Linked DNA regions of Oryctolagus cuniculus: all the other regions are linked to region 1. Evidence: chromatin contacts called from public Hi-C and Micro-C data. All regions are on one chromosome and are shown on one strand. The core of a region is the stretch at or near the end of the contact, and the rest is flanking DNA. Distances in the headings are between cores, read along the strand shown.

What was found. Hi-C and Micro-C count contacts between places; a contact is called where the count stands out from the background.
Region 2: a Hi-C map of skin fibroblasts shows a contact between it and region 1, with 1.9 times the contacts expected there. The contact joins the enhancer-like site here to the promoter of PTPRJ in region 1. A contact is called at or near these places in 2 of 6 Hi-C or Micro-C datasets (skin fibroblasts and an unstated tissue).
Region 3: a contact with region 1 is called in a Micro-C map of ear pinna, with 4 times the contacts expected there. The contact joins the enhancer-like site here to the promoter of PTPRJ in region 1. A contact is called at or near these places in 2 of 6 Hi-C or Micro-C datasets (ear pinna and an unstated tissue).

Annotation. Positions count from the first base shown.
Region 1 is chr1:18,062,207-18,064,906 of mOryCun1.1, forward strand. It overlaps PTPRJ (protein tyrosine phosphatase receptor type J), which reads right to left and starts at 1,313. Exons shown (of 25, transcript XM_017348393.3): 1 at 801-1,313. The coding sequence starts at 1,250.
Region 2 is chr1:17,993,549-17,996,248 of mOryCun1.1, forward strand. The region is part of intron 1 of PTPRJ (protein tyrosine phosphatase receptor type J); the gene reads right to left. Among named protein-coding and RNA genes, the nearest start is that of PTPRJ, 69 kb to the right of the region's middle. Within about 2 kb of position 1,388, at least 3 of the 8 cell types and tissues checked have an H3K27ac peak or open chromatin away from gene starts, as enhancers often do.
Region 3 is chr1:17,948,990-17,951,919 of mOryCun1.1, forward strand. All of the region lies in intron 1 of PTPRJ (protein tyrosine phosphatase receptor type J), which reads right to left. Among named protein-coding and RNA genes, the nearest start is that of PTPRJ, 110 kb to the right of the region's middle. Within about 2 kb of position 1,327, at least 1 of the 8 cell types and tissues checked has an H3K27ac peak or open chromatin away from gene starts, as enhancers often do.

The sequences.
Region 1 (2,700 bases), core at 63-2,562:
GAACGTCCCCCCGCCCCCCAGCCTCGCCTCCCACCGCCACGGGAACTGCCAGTCCCCAAAACACCAGCCCCAGCAATAGCTGAAATATCGAGGCGGCTGGGGGGCAGCCGGCGTCCACAGAGCGCGCACTCAGCGAGGGGACAGCCAGCGGCGGATCCCCGCGGGGAGACAGGGGAACAGGCCGGCTGCCCTGGGGAACGCCTGCGCGCGGCCCCGGGCCTGGGAACTTTCCGCAAAAACAGCGCCCCAGGCTCGGGGCTACGGCGCCTCGCCCACCACCCCGCAGCCCAGTCCCGGCGCCCCCGGGGCGGGCGACGCTGCCCTTCGGCCCGGCCCCTCGGGCCCCTGCAGGCCAGGTCGGAGGTCGGCCGCGGCTTGGCCAGGCCGGCAGTGCTCTGCGTCCAGAGCCCTCCGCAAACACGCCCCCTCCGGCCGCCTGGCGCGCGCGAGCCGGGCCCGCGCTGGCCAGATGGGACCAGCTCCCGGCAGGGCCGAGCCACAGACCGTCCAGAGCCCGCGCGGGGGCTGCCACCAGGAGGCTGCAGGCTCCCCGGGGACCCCGGGGCCCTCTGCCCTCCCCTTGGTACCAGACAGTCGGGGACGGAGCTCAGCCGCCCGCGCGCGAGGCCGGCTGGGGTCCCCACCACCACCACCACCACCGGCAAGCTCGCTCCACGAGGGGGACTCCGAGGATCCGCACCCCCTTACCACCTTCCCCGGGGCCCCCCAATCGGGGTACACCCGGGCAGGTGCAGGGGATGCCGGTCCCGGGCCCCGCCCGGGCCCACCCGGTGGCTTACCTGGCCCAGGCGCAACAGCAGCAGCAGCGGCGGCAGCGCCCGGCGCAGCCCCGGCCAACGCGGAGGCGACCGCGCCTCCAGCGCCGCCGGCTTCATGCCCTGCGCGCCCTGGAACGTGCCCGGGACGCGCGAATCGGGCCCCGCCGTGCGCCACAGCCCCGGCTCCCGCGTCGCCGCCTCCAGCCGCCGCCTCCGCCTCCTCCTCCGCCAGCCGGTCCGCCTCGTCCCCGCTCCGCCCGCCCCGGGCTTCCCCGGGGACATGGCAGCGGCGGCGGTGGCGGTGGCGGCGGCCACACGGCGGGGCCCGGCGCGGCTGCGGCGGGGGGGCGGCGTCCCTGGGCGCGCAGGGGCTTCGCGGGGCGGAGCGAGCGGCGCCCACCCCCCGCGCGCGGCCCCCTGCTCCCGGCTCCCGCGGCTCGCGCCGCTCCCGCTGCCTCCTCCGCGCGTCATGCGGCTCGGGCTGCAGGGAGCCGCGGCGAGCGCTCGGCCGCCTCTCCTCCCCTCCCCCTCTGAATATTCATCGCTTCCTCCCGCCCCGGCCGGCCGGGCGGCTGCACAGCGCCGCGGCCCCTCGCGCCCTCGCGCCGCGGCCCCCGCCCCCACCGAGCCGGCCGGGCGGCGGGGAGGGGGCGGCGGCGCGCCCCGCGCGCGCCCTGGCGGCTCCCCTCGGGCGAGCTGAGGAAGCGCCCGCGCCTTGGCCGGCCCCTCCGTGCAGCCCTCCCACATTCCTGGGGCTCGGGACCAGGACGCGGCTCGGCTGCGGCGCCGCCACGCGCCGGCGATGCTGGCTCCGCGGCCGGGGGGTTTGGGTCACCAGCTGTTGGCCGCGGACCTGGGACGAAGGCACGGCCCGGCCTGCTTGCAGACAGCAACGCGTGGGCCCTGGATGGGCTTGGGGAGGGTTGCGTGAACTCTGGACCTGCCGGAGATGGGCTGGGTGCTGTATTGTCCCGGTCCCCTGGCCAGGGAGGCCGAGAGAGATGGCGGAGGAGCCTGTCCAGCAGGCAGGAGTGACCCCCTGGGGAGGCACTTCACCTTCCTGCGCCTCCGGTGCCTCGTGTGTGAAATAACAACACTAGTACCTATAGAGACAGGCTTAGCTGGCCATTAAATGGGACTCCCGGGAAAGTCCTAGGCATCTTCGTGCTACACAGTGATCCTCCGAGTGCGTTAGCACTTCTGGAAGCTTCTATGGGCCTGTCAATGAGGCCCATGATCTGAAAGGAATTAAAAGGGAACGCAGAAACCGCTGGCCCCAGCACAGAGGAGGGAAGTGAGGGTCTCGGGGAGGCTGGGCCACTTGCCCAAGGAGAAGTCTAGAGGGGAAAAGTCAGATCAGTCCAGGGGAGAGAGTAATTCAGAGGGGACACAAGGGAATGGAGGGCCGGCAATACCTGAGAAGGCTTTGAAGGGTGGGTTGAATATCACCAGGCAGATAGAGGGGTGGTGTCTCAGGGAGTGGGAGCAATTTAGCATAACCCAGGAGGCAGGTGCTTCTGCCTGGCTTCTGAACAGAGGGTGACTTTGAAGCCCAGGATAAGAAGGCTGGGTTGGGGGCAGGCACTGTGGCAAAGCAGGTATAGACTCTGCCTGCAGTGTCGGAATCCCATATGAGCGCCGGTTCAAGTCCCGGCTGCTCCACTTCCGATCCAGCTCTCTGCTGTGGCCTGGGAAAGCAGTAGAAGATGGCCCAAGTCCTTGGGCTCTTGCACCCCTGTGGGAGAACCAGAAGAAACTCCTGACTCATGGGTTCTGTTGGGCGCAGCTCCAGCTGTTGCAGCCTGTTAGGGAATGAGCCAGTGGATAGAAGACCTCTTTCTCTCTCTCTCTGCCTCTCTTTCTCTGTGTGTGTGTAACTCTTTCAAATAAAAAAAAGAAAAAGGAGGCTGGGTTGGAGCTG
Region 2 (2,700 bases), core at 138-2,637, 69 kb before region 1:
CCATGGCACAGTGATTAAACACCGAGATTCTGGAAATCAACTGCCTGGGGACAAGGGCCTCAGCCCATTTGGCAAAGACGGGACCACAGGAGTGGCACGTTGCCCCCTCTCTGCCTTAGGCTGCCCTCTACCTGCCAGGAGTGACAGCAGTGCAATGGGTGCGGCGGCATGCATGACGTTCTGAGAACAGGACCTGGCTCCCATCAGTCCCAGGTGGGGGTCCCACAGGAGGGTATTGTTTACAAGTAAGAGAATGCATAAAAGTGCCATGCAATCTGCTGTGTGCTGTGCAGATCAATCACAGCGGCAAAGAATGACATTTCTTCTAAAAAGTTTTTAAGTCTAACGCAAGACATACAGTCTACAAACAGGAAAAGACTCAGGGACGTTTCCAGAACATGGAAATGCAGTCTGGGTGAAGGGGGAAAGCGGACAGGTACCCGGGGGGGAGGGGTAGCAGAGACAAGTGAACAGGGTCCTGAGATGGACACCTACCTCCTCCCCAGAGGGCCACTCGGGGAGGGGCTCCGAGGACAGGATTGGGAGGGGGACCAGTAGTAACCAAAGCAGCTGGGAAAAGCAGATCTGGCCCTGCTGGAGCTGGGAAGCCTCCTCCCCAGTTCCCCTTTGAAACTGACAGCTGAGGCCGCCTGATAGGGTTCCCTCCTCACCCTCTGCTCTGTAGGGAAGTGATCTGAAGCAGGAAGGGCCTGGCCAGCCTGGTGCGGACCAGGCAATGCCCAGAGAGGCGTGCGGGGTGGCTCGGGCTGACCCTGCACCCGTGACCCCACAAACCTCCAGCCCCTCCCACTTTCTGAATGGAGGGGAAGGGCTGTGACAAGGCCAGGGCTCCAGGGCCTTTACCACCTCCCTTCTGGCCCCAAAATTACTCACAAAGGACAAAGGGGACCCACAGCTTAAACACACAATGAGGCTGGAAGGGCAGGGATAAAACCTCCTGTACTGAGAGCTGAGCGGCCCCTGTCCCATGGGAAACAAGCTAGGAACAGCACCGGGAAGGCCCAAGAAATTGATTCAGTCAACTCTACAACTGAAACGGAACTTTAAGCACCCACTTCAGAGCTGCCCTTTCAAATGAGCTGAAATCAACTCATCGGCACCAAAAAAAAAAAAAAAAAGGGAAAAAAAATCACTGAGAACCAAACATGAGCTCTTTAAACACACAGACTCACTCACACACTCTTACTTACACATGTGCACAAGCTGAGAACTCACTCCAACAGATTTTAGCTTGGGCGAAAAACAGAAGCTTTTGGGTAAAATAAACAGAAAGGGGGAAAAGTTCCCCTAGCATAAACCAAGGGGAACCTCCTTCCTGCAGACCAAGTTCTGACCTCTCCGTGAACTCGAAATAACCAGCTCATGATTTCGCAAAGCCAGAGGAATGGCAAGCATTCTGAACGATACTAAAAATCTCAGTTCTTCGCTGGCTTTTTGTTAGGCAGCCAAGTGTATCAGTCACAGCAAAAGTAGCTGAAAAATGTGCACTTCCCTCTGTAGGGAGAGACTGGGGAGACGCTGCCCTGCAAGTGAAAACCAGAACCATCCGTGAGCACTGCCTTTTGCTCATTCATTCAACAAATGTTTACTGAGCACCTACTATGTGCCAGTCACTATTTTAGAGCAGTGGGCAGAACAGACAGGAACTCCTGGTGGGGCTAACTTCTCCAAAGTTGGATTATTATTAAATAAAGCATCTGTTCTCTCAGCGATAGACAGATAGATAAAACCAAATGGACATCTGAGATGGTCTCCAAACCCTTGCGGATACAAATCTGCTCTTATTGGCTGCTTTCTCTGAAGAGGAGGAGGCTGAGAATGATAGACAGCTGCCCCGCCCCCGCGTCCATCCCCACGTCACCCAGCCAGCCTCCCCAGGAACAAGTCTCAGAGGCCCCAGGCTTGGCAGGCAGAGCTCAACCTAAGGATGCGCCTGTGAGCAAAGGTGACAGAAAGAGGGTGATTAAATGAAGAAAGCACGGCAAGGGGCCAGCGCTATGGCCTAGTGGGTAAAGCCACAGCCTACAACACTGGCATCCCATGTGGGTGCTGGTTCCAGTCCTGGCTGCTCTACTTCTGATGCAGCTCCCTGCTGATGCACCTTGGAAAGCAGTGGAAGATGGACCAAGTACTTGGGCCCCTGCACCTACATGTGAGACCCAGTTGAAGCTCCCAGCTCCTGGCTTTGGTCTGGCCCAGCTCTGGCTGTTACGGCCATTTGGGGAGTGAACCAGGGGATGGAAGTGAAGTTTCTTTCCCCCCACCCCCTTCACTTTACCTTTAAAATAAATAAATCTTCTTTTAAAAAAATATTTCTAGGGGCTGGCACTGTGGGATAGTAGACTAAGCCTCTGCCTGCAGCACCAGCACCCCACATATGTGCCGGTTCAAGTCCCACCTGCTCCTCTTTCCATCCAGCACTCTGCTTATGGACTGGGAAAGCAGTGGAAGACAGCCCAAGTGCTTGGGCCCCTGCAGCCACATAGGAGACCCGGAAGAAGTTCCTGGCTTCAGATCAGGCCAGCTCTGGCCATTGTGGCCATTTGGGGAGTGAATCAGCAGATGGAAAACCTCTCTCTCTGTCTCTCCCTCTGTCTGTAGCTCTGCCTCTCAAATAAACACATAAATAAATCTTGTAAAAAAAAAAAAAAAGTCTAACACATTTCATGAGGTGCTGGT
Region 3 (2,930 bases), core at 77-2,576, 110 kb before region 1:
GTATGGTCTCTCTGCCCGTGCATCCGCACACCGTGTCCCCTTCTGGATCCATTCCTTCCTCCACCTGAGTGTCTGCTAAAAACATCCAAGCTCTGGCTCCCGCACTCACCCTGCTTATAGGAACAAAAGGCTCTAAGACGTAGCTAAGTGACCCAACAGAGAAAGCGCTGACGACTCACTGAGAGAGCAACCCTTGAGCACCCGCCTGGGCCAGGCCCTCTGCTCAGGTTGATGGCCCCGACCCAGAGTAGCGTGTCAGGGAGCACGGAGCTCAGGAAATCCAAGTCCAGGGATTGCAGCCGCATTCCCAGGACAGCAGCATCCCAGCTCTGAGTCCGTGTTCTCGATGCATCTCAGCAGGTGCCTGGGGGGCACACATGAACTCGACCCTCCCTGCAACCCAGCAGCTGGGTGTGGGTCACGGCTGAGTTGAGCTGCAGGGTCTGCGCGTGAACTCCACACATGGTCTCCAGAGTCCACGTGCGTGACTACCAGCTACATGACCTCCCACTACACAGCAAGCAGAGAGAACTAGGCTAGGATGTAGGGAAGACGAAAATCCCATTTCCAAAGACGACTTGACGGTCCCTTCCTACCCGTCCAGCTCCTTGATGGCTCAGCAGGGTTTCTCCTTGCAGCCTAAGCACCCAGCAACGTGCCGGCCTCACGCCAGGTTCATCACGAAACAGCAGCCAGTGCCAACCCATGTGACATCATAGGGCTCCACGTCGCTGCTGGCCTTGCTCTCTGCCTTTCTGGTCCTCCTCACCTCCCTGGGCCTCACCTCCCCAATATCTGTCAGCTCTTTCCTCTGAACTCAAAGACCCAGAAAGAGACAGAGAGCACAGGGACCTCAGGATCTACAAGGGGAGGGCTCCCAAAGGAGAGCTTCTTCATGAATAAAAAGGAAGGCACAAGGGGGGAAAAAATACTACCCTGCTTTGGGATCTGCCTGTGACATCTGGAGCTGCAGCAGCCACTCCGTGAAAACATACACCTGCTGGAGATGGCTGAAGGGAAAGTGGATCAACACCTGGATCCCGGAGCTGCTAATCAACCTACTCTAGACGCCCCCTACTGCAGGCTCCTTGCTCAGGGAGATAAACTCCCCTTCCGCTTAAAGGACCCCTGTTTGTACTGCCTACTGCTGGCAACAAAACAATACCCACTGACAAAATAACACAGCAAGATAAGTAATTTCCACATTGACTCGTTTCTTACAGATGAAACAAAACGAAAAACCAAGGCTCCCGCGTCACAGGGTGAGTCCACGCCTGCCAGCTCCCAACACCACCCCCAGATAAAATATTCCTGTAAACCACACCCAGCAAGCTATCTGGCGAGGCAGAGCCTTCATGCATATTTTTTTAAAGACTACAATGGACAGAAAGCTCATCTTTCTAAAATTAACGCAAAGCCTACTGCGCATGGAGGGGGAAAAGATGGGTGGAGGCCCCGTTTCCACAGATTCGTACATTGAGCATCAAAGCCAACGGCAGAAAGAGGAAGTCCAGCTTCCTACCACAGCCCTTCCCCTCCCTAGAGGGCCCCAAAAGGCACTGGGGGCCGTGCACCAAGAAGGGCTCCACGGAAACAGGCCCTCGAGGCTACCAAAGCTGCTGGCGTAGAAGAAGAGAATATGCTGGTTACCAGCGGCTACCACGCCTGGTGAGGGGAGGACGCGGCAGGGGATGAGGAGAGCTGGGTCAATAGTCGCAAAGCTGCAACAGACCGGAGGAAGGTGTTCCTGAGTTCTGCACACGGTGAGTGGGGTGACCAGAGTTAACAGAGTGGGTCACTTCCAAACAGCCAGGAGAAGGGGAGGGGACGTCTCATCACACAGAAATGATGACTGCTCCAAGCAAGGGCTCCTCCAGTGTCTCTCATCCCAGCAGTGCATAATACACGCATGTCAGACGGCGGCGCAGTGGTGCAGTAGGTAAAGCCACTGCCTGTGGTGCCGGCATCCCAGACGGGCACCGGTTCAAAGTCTCAGCTGCTCCACTTCTGATCCAGCTCTCTGCTATGGCCTGGGAAAGCAGTAGAAGATGGCCCAAGTCCTTGGGCCCCTGCACCCACGAGGGAGACCTGGTAGAAGCTCCTGGCTCCTGGCTTCGGATCAGCACAGCTCTGCCCACTGCAGCCATTTGGGAAGTGAACTTTATCTCTCTCTCTCTCTCTGCTTCTGCCTCTCAATCTTTTTAAACAAAAACTGTATGCATATCAAGCAGTACAGGATAGCCCATAAGTAGGCAGAACACTTTTCTCAAAGTGCCTGGGTTCAATTCCTGGCTCTGATTCCAGCTTCCTGCTAATGCGTACCCCACAAGGCAGCAGATAACGGTTCAAGTACTTGGGTCCCTGCCACCCACATGGGAGACCTGGATGGAGTTTCAGCTCTTGGCTTAGGCCTGGCCCAGCCCTGGCTGTTACAGGCACCTGGGGAGTGAACCAGCAATTTGGTGCTTGTATGTGTGCTTTCTCACTCCTCCCTCTCCCTCTCTCGTAAATCAATTTTTATAAGGTAAAATGTCTAGAGAAACACCACTTTTCACTCCCTACTTCCCTCAGAAGAAAATGAAATAAAGTATGCAAAGACAAACAGTGCCAGGGGACTTACCAGACTTCGAGATCTGCTCCCTTCCCTCTTACGCTCTGACACTTTTCCCTTCTGTCTTTAGCACACTCATCAATCAGAGGGTCAGGAATAAGCCCACCCCGAGATCAGGATCAGAGGGCACCAGAAGTCCCAGCGCCTGAACCAGAGCCGAATCAGAGGATGGAGCTTGCATAAGACAGCAGGTGCTGCAGCAGCGCTGTTGCCAGGAGCAACAGGGCAGAAGCAATCAACCGCCCACCAAGAGGTGAATGATGAACAAAGTGTGGTACGTCCACATCACAGAACAGCCATCAGTCATACAGAGGAAATG